Regions from separate parts of the Hordeum vulgare genome. Here region 1 is linked to region 2. A link is a contact called in public Hi-C data. All regions are on one chromosome and are shown on one strand. The core of a region is the stretch at or near the end of the contact, and the rest is flanking DNA. Distances in the headings are between cores, read along the strand shown. Region 1 has its middle 140 kb from the start of LOC123444280. Region 2 holds the start of LOC123444278 (putative methyltransferase DDB_G0268948).

What was found. A called contact is a pair of places that touch in the nucleus more often than the background predicts.
Region 1: a contact with region 2 is called in a Hi-C map of leaf, with 5 times the contacts expected there. The contact joins the enhancer-like site here to the promoter of LOC123444278 in region 2. A contact is called at or near these places in 2 of 6 Hi-C or Micro-C datasets (leaf and seedling).

Annotation. Positions count from the first base shown.
Region 1 is chr3H:463,742,640-463,747,835 of MorexV3_pseudomolecules_assembly, forward strand. No RefSeq gene overlaps it. Among protein-coding and RNA genes, the nearest start is that of LOC123444280, 140 kb to the left of the region's middle. Within about 2 kb of position 2,297, at least 2 of the 3 cell types and tissues checked have open chromatin away from gene starts, as enhancers often do. A contact at or near this core is called in leaf, where this site is marked.
Region 2 is chr3H:463,377,029-463,383,111 of MorexV3_pseudomolecules_assembly, forward strand. LOC123444278 (putative methyltransferase DDB_G0268948) reads left to right here and starts at 3,902. Exons shown (of 2, transcript XM_045120956.1): 1 at 3,902-4,386; 2 at 4,492-5,234. The coding sequence starts at 4,237. The coding sequence ends at 5,127. It overlaps LOC123444277 (violaxanthin de-epoxidase, chloroplastic), which reads left to right. Exons shown (of 3, transcript XM_045120955.1): 2 at 448-1,871; 3 at 2,080-2,445. The coding sequence ends at 1,749.

The DNA.
Region 1 (5,196 bases), core at 1,047-3,546, 360 kb after region 2:
GTATCCCAGAAATTGCTGATACAGAATAATGAGATTCTGAGATCTGAATCTAGTGCTTTATGACGTATAAGACAATATTTTTCTGTTAGCGGTGTGATCCTAACTAGAGGTGAATCATGTGGTCTTGGATTTCACACATTATCTCAAGAGACGCAAGAGTCATCAGGATGTCCATGGCCCGGAAAGGGCAGTGGTGGCCACTGAGGGCGAAGCCTTAATTTCCCTAGCCATCGGTTATGAGAGATAATTAATTTACGGTCAGTAAATTAAAAACCATGATGGTTGATGTTGTAATGAACTTAGCAAAATTAATGGGTATTTTATGAAGTTATCTTGAAACCATTAATGTGAATCTTAAATTGCAAAGTATGACACCTTGAAGATAATCTTCAAAATGGAGTGGATCTCGCATCACTAGGGAGTATAATCTGATGAAATTAGTAGATACTCACTCGTAATGCCTTGTGCCATGACTTAGAAAAATGTGTCGGAGAGCACTTTGTAAAGTAACCATAATGTCAAAACTAGAAAATGTAAGCTTTATCAATAGTCATCGATAATCTGCATAGGCAGTAGATCCATATGACTACCTTGTGATTCCAAGCATAAAATTGAAGAAATCACTTTGAATTTTGCATATGTATTTGCAAGAAATTGAAAATCTCAAACTCAAATAGACGTATTAATCTCGACATGCGTTTAACATGGAAATAAATACATCATAGAAATATTCTGGAATACCTCGTACTAAACGAAGAAAAGTACTGGAGAGGTACTGAATTTATCTTTGCAAGACATTAAAAATCTCTATTGCAAATGGACGTAATTAATCTCAACACGTGATAAACGTGAAAATATATTACATCAACTTAAGATCTGGAATATAACTCGGTAGTCAACAGAAACACACTACTATTGTAATGAATAGTAATGATGTTGCAAACTTGATGCTTAAGTGAAAAACTTCAATTGTGAAGACCTCAAATTAAATGAGATGTTCTTTTATCAAGTTGCAAGATAATTCAGCAGGGTGAATTAATATTTTGCGAGAGAAAATTAACCCTCAATCGCAATAAGATTATTTAGCGAGAAAATATATATTTCTCAATCGCAAATCAATATTGTTATGCGAGAAAAGTTAATCTCAATCGCATAAACAATGTCGTTGTATAGGGCATTGCAATAGCAAACACATATACACATTTCTGGAATTTTAAAACTCAACAGAAAATAGGTTAATTGCATATTTATGCATACATGATCTAAAGATGACAAGTGCTAATGAATAGCACTAAGAGTTTGACCATGTTGAATTATCCTGAAACGTTCACGAATTAGTCGCGAGGCATATACACACAGGCCTATTATGTAAATAGACGAAGCCGCAAGGGCTAAAGTGTATAACTCGTGAAGAGATGAGATTCCATCTCTTTTCTCCCAACCGATTTCCACCACGAGAAATCACGTAACCACCTCGTTGCCGTTTTGGCTCGACGGCCAGGGCCGCGACTATGGTCCTGCCGTCGTCTCCACCATGGGGAGCCACGCCAGAGGGGGTAGCCGCCTCTGGGGTTGCAACCGTATGGAAGTTAAAAAGGGGAGATTTCCTTCTAATTAAAATGCGTGTTTAATTGTAACAGTACAGACACCCCTTGAAGACATCTTTTTGGATAAGTATATAAGATATCATCATCAATAAAGATGACGCAGTTTCATCACTCTCGTTTTAATCTAAATAGATAGGAAAGAACTTTTAGGGGGCGCTTTGTCAGTTCCACGTCACAACATATCTGCCAATCTTATCGCATCCGCACGCATGCATGGAAAGTAAACGGATGGCCGGCATTGACGTCCCTGGCATGCCTGCAATAACATTACTTTGCCTCTCGGTCAGCAACATTCGAATCACAACAAGCACGTACAGTTTGAGTCTGATTTTCCCTGCAAGCATGGCTTTTGAGACCGCGTGCAAATGATGTAGCACTTCTACTGAACAAAGTTCAGTGAGATATTCTGTCCCAGTATTTCACGCAGTGAGAAGCACGCGTCGCGTGAGTGACGCGTTAAACTGGGAGCGAGCTTTGCTTACATGTCAATGTCACCTAGATTAGCACAAACCAGCGCGTTTTCCTCGTGCATGCCGACATTTTCTTTTTGCTGGTGACATGGAACTGGATTAAAGCCACACTATCGCTTATATTTTGCGCTGGACCGCACGTTGTACTCTACTGCGGTGTGGAGACTCGCGAGCCACGTGTTCCCGAAAAAGGATCAGGTTGCGCGTGGCGAAATAAAAGATCACACTACTGCCCAGCGCGTGCCGCCGTTGTCGGCGTCAACTGTCGAGCGTCTTCTCCTCTCTATCCCGTCCTGCTATCCGAAACGAAGCAAAGGTCTCCGTTTGTTCGGTTTGAGAATGGACTTCTCCCTGCCGATTGACACGGAAAAGAAATCGCGTGCAGAATCGCTCCCTACGAGACACCTTTGAGAATTGACGCCCCAAGGCCAAACTCACTATTTGACCCTTATGAGAAAGTTTAGCACGAGTTCCGTTTGTAAAATTCTCCCTTTGTTTTTAAATATAAAATATTTTAGAGATTTTATTATAAACTACATACAGATATACGTAGATATATTTTAGGATGTAGATTTACTTATTTTGGTTCATATCTAATCTATATTAAAATTTCTAAAAAATCTTATATTTAAGAACGAAGGGAGTAATAATCAGATTTGACGTCTTTTTACCATCAACCAACCACGGTAGGCTGTCAATGTGGCAAGTGGCTACCGCCATAGCCTTTGGCGGTAGCACCTGGACCTGATGCTACGAATAAAGTGTGTTTCTCCATAGTATTGAAGTCAGGGTCATCTTCAGAAATTTGGTGCCCCGAACGAAAATCGAAATGTGGCCCCAATTTTTAAACAATTCACATAATAGAAGAATTAATACGCGAGCATACTCTTTTTTGTTATAAAATTTCAACTTTGTTTTATTTGTTCCTTATTTAGGCGTATATCAAGAAAAAGTCTATCCCTCAACCGACAGATCGAGCGGGGAACATCCGCCACCTCCTTCGATCGACACGTGGCGTTATTGGACCACGGATGTCTCTCTCCCTCATCTTATCTCTTCTGCAATCTCTCTCCATTACGCATCAATGGTATTCAGCTTTGCCGAGAGGAGATGGCAGCCAGGTGACCTGGTCAGAGGTTCGACGCTCGCCGGCGGCGACGCGATGGCGGGGGTAGGCCCTTCCCTGCCTCCATCCTCCCGCCGGCCCTTCCCTGCCTCCATCCTCCCAAACCCCCGCGCCACCAGTCGCTCGTCCCTCTGCTTCCTCTCCCTCTCCTTTAATCTTGCAGCCATTCATTTCCTCTTTAGTTTTTCTGCAACACGGTCGTTGTTTCTGTAACGCGGTTGTTGTTTCAGGAGTTAGAGAAATTGTTTCTGCAACCCGTTTGTTCTTTTAGGATTTATTTCTGCAATACGGCCGTTGTTGTAGAAAGACGAAGGAAAACAAATCTGCAACAAAAGGATTGTTTCTGGAACTCGACTTTTGTTTCAGGGATTAATGGGTCCAAAGTTTAGTTTTTACAACAAAGCAAATGTTTCTGCAACTCGATCGTCGTTTCAGGAATCACTCGTTGCCGGCCTAAGCCTGTGCCCGGATCGAACAAGAATCAAACGAGTGTACGTATAGATCGAACGGTTGTTGAGGTGACGGATGTTTACTAAACACAGGCGTAGCAGCCCCATATATCAAACACTAATGTTAAAAAGGTAAAGGGATTAAAATCAATGAACAGACCTCATGTTCTACCAAAAAGAAGCATCCGTCTAGCCCCCTTCATTGGCAAAGTTACCATCATCAATTTCTGCATCATGAGCCTCAACCTCGTGTGACGAGCCGGCGACCGACGGACAAGGCTGGACGCCAACCAAAGGACAAATATACGTACGTAGCTAGGCATAACCATACGCTCGGGGCATAGCGGTATAGTGGTTGGGACATGGACAAGATGCACTAGTAAGTTCGTTTATAAAAAAGCTAGAGTACTATTGGCAGCACTCTATGACCGTTCTCAGACGAAAGCAATGGACTATATGCATGGCGCATGGAGGCCATCAGGCCAAGACCAGACCTAGCATGCATCTAGATGGCTAAAAAGCCTGCAGATATTGTGATCGCCTTTCTCTCCACCGGTCCGCAACAAGAGACCTTTTTGCCAAATCTCTTGCACCATCCGTTTTGAAGATCGAGGCAGAAGAATCCGATCCATTCCTCCATCGGTGACGTACCAACAGCATACCGGCGTAGCTGATCATTTGACCGTTTCTGGGCCATCCATGTCGCCCGGCTGGATTCTTTCTCAGCCATAGCGGTGCTTTGGACCTATGCTTTTTAAGCATCCACACCCGCATATAACAAATATGATCTCTTAAAAATTTCACATACAAACCCGGTCAATGGCCGACGTGTTTTCTATTTATCCGTCCGTATAACAATATATTTTTTTCTCATATGTCCGATCATTTACATGTAATTAATGAAACGAAAAGAGAAAAAAAAAAGAATGAAAAAAGGTAGGGATGAGCTTGCGTCTTACGTGACGGACTGACGTGACGCGCTCGGGTGTATCTGCAATTCCTCATACTCTTTTTATATTTATCCTTAATATGAAGATTCGCGGACTGACCGGATGTATAGAGATGATATGATGGATCTAGTTAGATCATTTTTTTCTCTTTTTTTTCTTGACCGAAGTACGTTATGTATGAGAGATCGTTTGAGCCATCTGGTTATAGATGTTCTTAGCAGTTCAAGCAGAGATATGACATTCGAAGGAACGAAGGTATGTGGTTGTCAAAATTGTGGCCAACTTTTGGTCAATTTGTTTTCAAGCAACCAGCAGAAACTTCTCCTGTTTATTAAGAAAGAACACGAATCAGCCTATCGATAAGAAGATCAAACAAAAATGATATTGTTAGACTGAAAATTAGCAGAGGCACGCACCTGCGCGGCATAGCATCACCACTCGCTGCGGTCAGACTTGTGCATGCGTTTGGTTGTTCACATCGTTTACAATTTGCATACTCGTTTCTTTAGGGCCTGGTTAATCATGTGCATATAAAAACCCATCATCATATGTTTGGTTGCTCACATTGTGGGTGTCCATTTTTTGATAAAGGGA
Region 2 (6,083 bases), core at 2,652-5,151:
ATGAAGCATATGACTAGTATCATCATCTCGGTTCAAAATGCTTAAATTGTTTATTATTGAATAATATATGGAGTGCTACGGTTCAGATACATTTCTGCAGGTGAGCATGACCTGTGCAGTTTTCGGCTTTTCGTTTGCTTTCCTTCAATAAAAAATCAAGTGCAACACCTTATTTCTTTTGAGGATAAACCTATGTGCTGGCATTACTAGAATCTACTCCCTCCATTCCTAAATATTTGTCTTTTTAAAGATTCAACTACGGACTACATACGGAACAAAATAAGTGAATCTACACTCTAAATTATGTCTATATACATCCGTATGTAGTCCGTAGTGAAATATCTAAAAAGACAAATATTTAGGAACTGAGGGAGTAGATGCTAATTTATACAGTCTCACAAATCAGTTTACTGCCTAGTATAATCTTGCATCTTTGTTTTTCATTAGGCTGATAGGTTGAAGTGGGTTGATGAAGGGTTTGAAATGCTTGTGTTCACTGACAAGTCGATTGACCATGATGATCTTAGGAAAGAATTGTCTCATTGTGATATGCTAGTCAATGTTGCAATAACAGGCCAGGAGTCTGTTCAGTGGCTTACACAAAACAGTAAGAACATCCCGAATGTACTTTGCTTTCAGTCATCTCCGTCCTTAGTAAACAAGCTAGGAGGCACATCTGTTCAATACACTGGAGAGCAGGACTTCTTTGGCAAGCTAATCAATGTTGGAAAACCAAGTGGAACAGAGGAATCAACTGAAGTTCTCAAGACGATATCCAATGCCTGGGAAAGGCACAACTCAGATGACATTAGGTTTTGCTTGCTTGTTGTGGTTAATGCATACATAAGACCGGTCGCTATGCTGAAAAACCTTAGGGCAAAAGGTCTCTCTACCCTAGGCTGTATGATAAAAAACTGCGGTCCTCAAATACTGAATTGCTTGTTTGATCCCGACTGTAGGAAAGCCATTCAGTGCTTGAATTCTTGCTCTCCAACTGACCAGGTCTGCAACTATCGCTGCATTGCATCGTACGAGAGTCCGCATCTAGAGGCTTTTTCTCTCTGTGTTTTGCAAAAGAACAACTGTCTTGAGCTCAATGCTGAGATCCCTAGTAAACCCTCTGTAACCCCGCTATCAGTGTTCAGAGAAGAAAAGCTTAGCCATGAAGTTGCGGAAGATTTGTTTGTCGGTTGGCTGGACAGCTTGGAGTGGAGTTGGAGAGTTGTAGCTGGACAAAATCCAGCATATGACCAATTCCCATGCCAGTATCAATTATTCTACAGAGGGAAAGCTAAAGGTTCATTTTGGTATGAGCCAATTTTTCAGGTCAGGACCCTGGAAGGGAAGCTGGTTTGGAGGCGTAGAAAGTACAGAGTGAAAAGAGCTAGCATCCCTGGTACATTTTATTTCAGTGTGCTGGATAATGGTGTGGTTTCAAAAGAGTTTTGGACAGTTGTCGATGTTTCGGATGATTTCAGCTGGGGTCTGTTCCATTACCATGGAGCTGCTCAGGCTGCTGGACAATCATACACTGGAGCAGTGCTTGTTACCCCTGATGGGTCTTATCCTGATGGGGACAACCCAAGATTGGACTCTGCTTTGGAGAAATGTGGTATCAAGAAATGGGAGCTTTTTATGGTTGACAACTGCTCCTGCACGGGTGCGCCTTTGGGAACTCCCGAAGGTTCACGGCTGCATTACCAGATTGCTCCAGGAAAAGAAGCTGATATTATGCAGAGAATTCTCTGATGAATTGTTCACACAGCATGAAAGGGGAAATTTCTTTCCCAACTGATGTACATGTGCACCTCTACTTACACGGCTGTAAAGAATGGCGGCGCATCTTGCCAAATGGAACTTATTTGTAACTGGTAGGTATATTTTCTCATTCTTACATATACTGCTACTTGTCATATAATACATCACCTTTCTTGTTGCCATCATCATGCCCAATGCTTAATAACATAGATAAAGGGTTCCAAGTCAATAAATAAACTAATTCGATACAAGATTGTTCAGTAAAACTCTCCTGTGTTTCCAAATTGTCAATTGGGTTTTCTGCTTTTCTCATCATGACAGGTTGAGAGCATGCGGTGTTCAAGGGGTGTCTTCAGTACCTGTATAAATCCTGGATGCTCACACATAGCAGGACATAGGCCCGCATCCTGTGCTCGCTATGCCAGTCCCACTGTCCCCGATCTCCAACAACAGCCTCTCTGCAGTCTGCTGATGCCCCATTTCGTCCGCTGTACAATTACCTTGTGCAGTAAACGTTGCTCGTAGAAACTTGTACATTTATAGGAGAGTGTTATGTGACGCCTGTTGTTACGGTGCTTATATCTTTTACTGCCTGTTGTAAACCTGTAGTCAAAACAAGCCATTAGTTTGTAGATAACCAATGAACCAAATACTCTCTCCGTTCCTAAATATAAGTCTTTTTAGATATTTCACTAGAAGACTACATACGGATGCATATAAACATATTTTAGAATATAGATTCATTCATTTTGCTTCGTGTGTAGTCTCTAGATGAAATCTCTAGAAAGACTTATATTTAGGAACGAAGGGAGTACTAAATAGTTAATGCATGTGTTGTTGTAATGTTTAAGCATCTTGAAGTGTTCTCACTTAGAGCATCCTAGTAGACACCGTAAAAGGGTCGAACCTGCAAAATTCCGGCCAGTATACGGGTTTGGTCTGTTTTAGTGGTTAGAACAGACCCTGTCTCGTATGTTCGGCCCGTAAATTTTTTACCGCGGCCCGCAAAAAGACCCCTCGAGCCGGCATATATATGGTTTTACAGCGCGTTTACGGGTCGAACCCTAACCTCCATCACCGTAGCTCCGCCGCGATTCAAACACCCACTCCGCCCTAATTTCTCGTCGTCGGCGAGACAAAAAAACCACCAGCGGGCTGTCCCGACCATGGACGGCCATGGAAATGGAGGGGATGACGCCGAGCGTCGTCGCCGCCGCGTCTCCGACGCCGCACGCAAGCCGGGATCCCGGAGGTGGCTGAAGTATGGCCTCCGGCCGCCGCAGGCTTTCGAGCGTCACGAGCTCGAGGCGTACGAGCTCGCGGCTCGACGCGTCGGCTCCTTTGCTGCTGGGAGTTCGTTCGCGGGCGCGTCGTCCTCGCGGACCATAACTCCGGTGAGGAGAAGGGCGGAGGAGCTTGGGCCGCTCGCCGTCAAGCTCGAGGACGACGTCGACGAGCTGCGTGGAGGGGTCATCGACCCCGAGGATTACCTCCCCCCTCGGGGTGGGAGGATCACCTCATGCGCCATCATGGAGCGCTCGGTGAGGGAAGCGGTGGAGGACGCCGCGCGCAACCGTCGCTAGCTGGAGATCGAGCAGATCTTCCTCGAGCAAGGGGTCACGGCGTCGCAGGCGAGTGTGTCCAAGGAGGCGGACCTGCGCATCCTGAAGGCCGAGCAGGACAAGATGTGGATCGACCTCGACTCCACCTCCGATGAGGAGTAAGCTCCTCCTGCTCCTCCGCCGCGCCGTCGTCGCCGCACCCGTCCTTTTTGGTAGCATTGGGTCGGGTACGTTGCACGGCCCTCAGACCCTCCCCCTAGTAGTAGTATGCCGAACTAATGTAGTTTGATGAAGAACTGATGTAATTTTTACAATAACCATGCCTATGTTCGATGAATGATGTAGTAGTTGCTTCCCGCGAGCACTTTTTTCTTCAAATTTTATAATTTCATATACAGGGTCTGCAACGCAACATTTCGTCCCGTAAAACCTTACTTTATCGAATTGTAAAACGGTACACGTTTACATGTCGTGATTTTACAGTGTTTGTTAGATATGGTCTTATGGGTGCTGAAGCATATTGTGGATGCTCAGATAGTTCAGTTCGGTGCATACAATCATGTTGGCGAAGCAAAAATGGTGTGCACCACACAAGCTGGAGTAAGCAAAGTCGCATACGTCTGGTTGACCTGCTTTATACCCGAAACCCACAGGTTTCATTCAGATGTGATGCGTTCCAATGGATACGTGGCAGTGTAAAGTCTGAGAAACAAATTGCTGCAGTTTACAATTCTGAATCCTAGATTCCTACTGTAGTGGATAATTCATGGCTACATTTTTATATGGATCATGTGACCACATTGACTTTGACTTTGACTCTGACCTCCGTGATAATAGTCTATAAATTCCATCCAGATCCAGCCCTTCAACTGCAATTCGCACTTTATAGACCGACGGTTGATAGCAGAGCACAAGAATGGCGGGGCTGTATGAGAAGCCGTCGGAGACGTACGCCGAGAAGCGGCCGCGGTACCCCGAGGAGTGGTTCTCCAAGCTCGCCTCCCTCACCGCCGGCCACCGCCGCGCCTGGGACGCCGGCTGCGGCAGCGGCCAGGCCTCCGTCAGCGTAAGCCTCCAACCCTTTAAGCCACGCCGTCTGTTTGTCTGATCTGAACTCTGAGATGAGTCGAGCGAGCACCTGAAAAAACGAACCCCCCTCCCTCCTCCTCAGATCGCGGAGCACTACGACGGCGTGGTGGCGACGGACGTGAGCGAGGGCCAGCTCCGCCACGCCATCGCGCACCCCAAGGTGCGGTACCTGCACACGCCGGAGGGCCTCCCGGAGGACGAGCTCGTCGCGCTGGTCGGCGGCGAGGGCTCCCTGGACCTGGTCGTCGTGGCGACCGCGATCCACTGGTTCGACGTCCCGCTCTTCTACGCCGTGGTGAACCGCGCCCTCAAGAAGCCCGGCGGCGTGCTCGCCGTGTGGGGGTACAACTACGACATCCACCCGTTCGGGGAGAAGCTGCAGGGGACGCTGTACCCGGCCATGCGGCCGTACATGGACCCGAGGACGAGGCTGGCCATGGAGCGGTACCACGAGCTGCCGTTCCCCTTCGAGCCCGTCGGGGTGGGCCGCGAGGGCGAGCCGGCCGATGTCGACATGGAGGCGGAGATGACGCTGGAGGACCTGGCCGGGTTCGTGATGACCGGCTCCGTCGCGACGACGGCCAGGGAGAGAGGGGTGGACCTGGAGGCGCTGGTGAAGGATGTGATGAAGGAGATGGAAGAGGGGTGGGGGGATCTGCCGACGGTGCCCAGGAAGCTTGTGTTCAAGGCCTTCATGCTGGCTGGGAGGCCCATGTGACGTGATGATGAGCTGCTGGGTGTGGTGAATTGTGATCAGTGACCTTTGTTTTCTCTTGGTCAGAATAACATGTACGTTCCTAAATATAAGTCTTTTAAGCGATTTCACTAAGGGTCTACATACGGAGCAAAATGATTGAATATATACTCTAAAGTATGTCTATATACATCCGTATGTAGCCCACTAGTGAAATCTCTACAAAAACTTATATTTAGGAACGGAGGGAGTAGAGTAAAAGTTGACTGCTTATTACTCCATCCGTTTCAAAATCTCTACTATCAAAGCAAAGTTGTTGGTTCGCCTCATGACGGGGTAATGGCGCCGGGTATATCAAAGTGGAGGAAATCTCACTCCAACACATTTAGGCGTCGGCTGCGGTTCGTCTCACCGTCGTGTTGCTGGCCGGCTAGCGCCAACGATAGCCGGCGGGTCAACGCCCGTACTAGCGTACGATGACAATCCCTTGAAGGAGCATGCATGGTTAAAGTGCGTGTTGACAGATCCGACGAGGCTACAGGGCGCCATGATGCAAGCATGACAAGGCTATAGGGGCATCGACACCATGATGCAAGCATGACAAGGCTATAGGGTCATCGATCACTTTCGAGGCTGATTGGGCGAGCCCGTTCTCTAGCAAAGCCTGTGCCTACCAACTCCTTGACGACCGGCGTGCTTACCGCTGTGGTGCTTGACCAGCGGGTCCGTGTCAGACAATACTCGACAACAGATGGGCCCACAGCCAGCCAGAGAGGCTCGCAGCCGGGTCCCGACCCTTCTTTTCCCCCACTATTGTAATCCAAACCCTAGCCCCCACATAGAGGGGTTGGTTTGCTCCCGAATACTCACAACACTCCACATTACACACCCCATAGAGGTAGCGAGACTCGTAGCGAGAGCTCTATCTTTCTACTCATGAACAGCTTAAGGACGCGCCTATATTGTGATCACCTATAGTC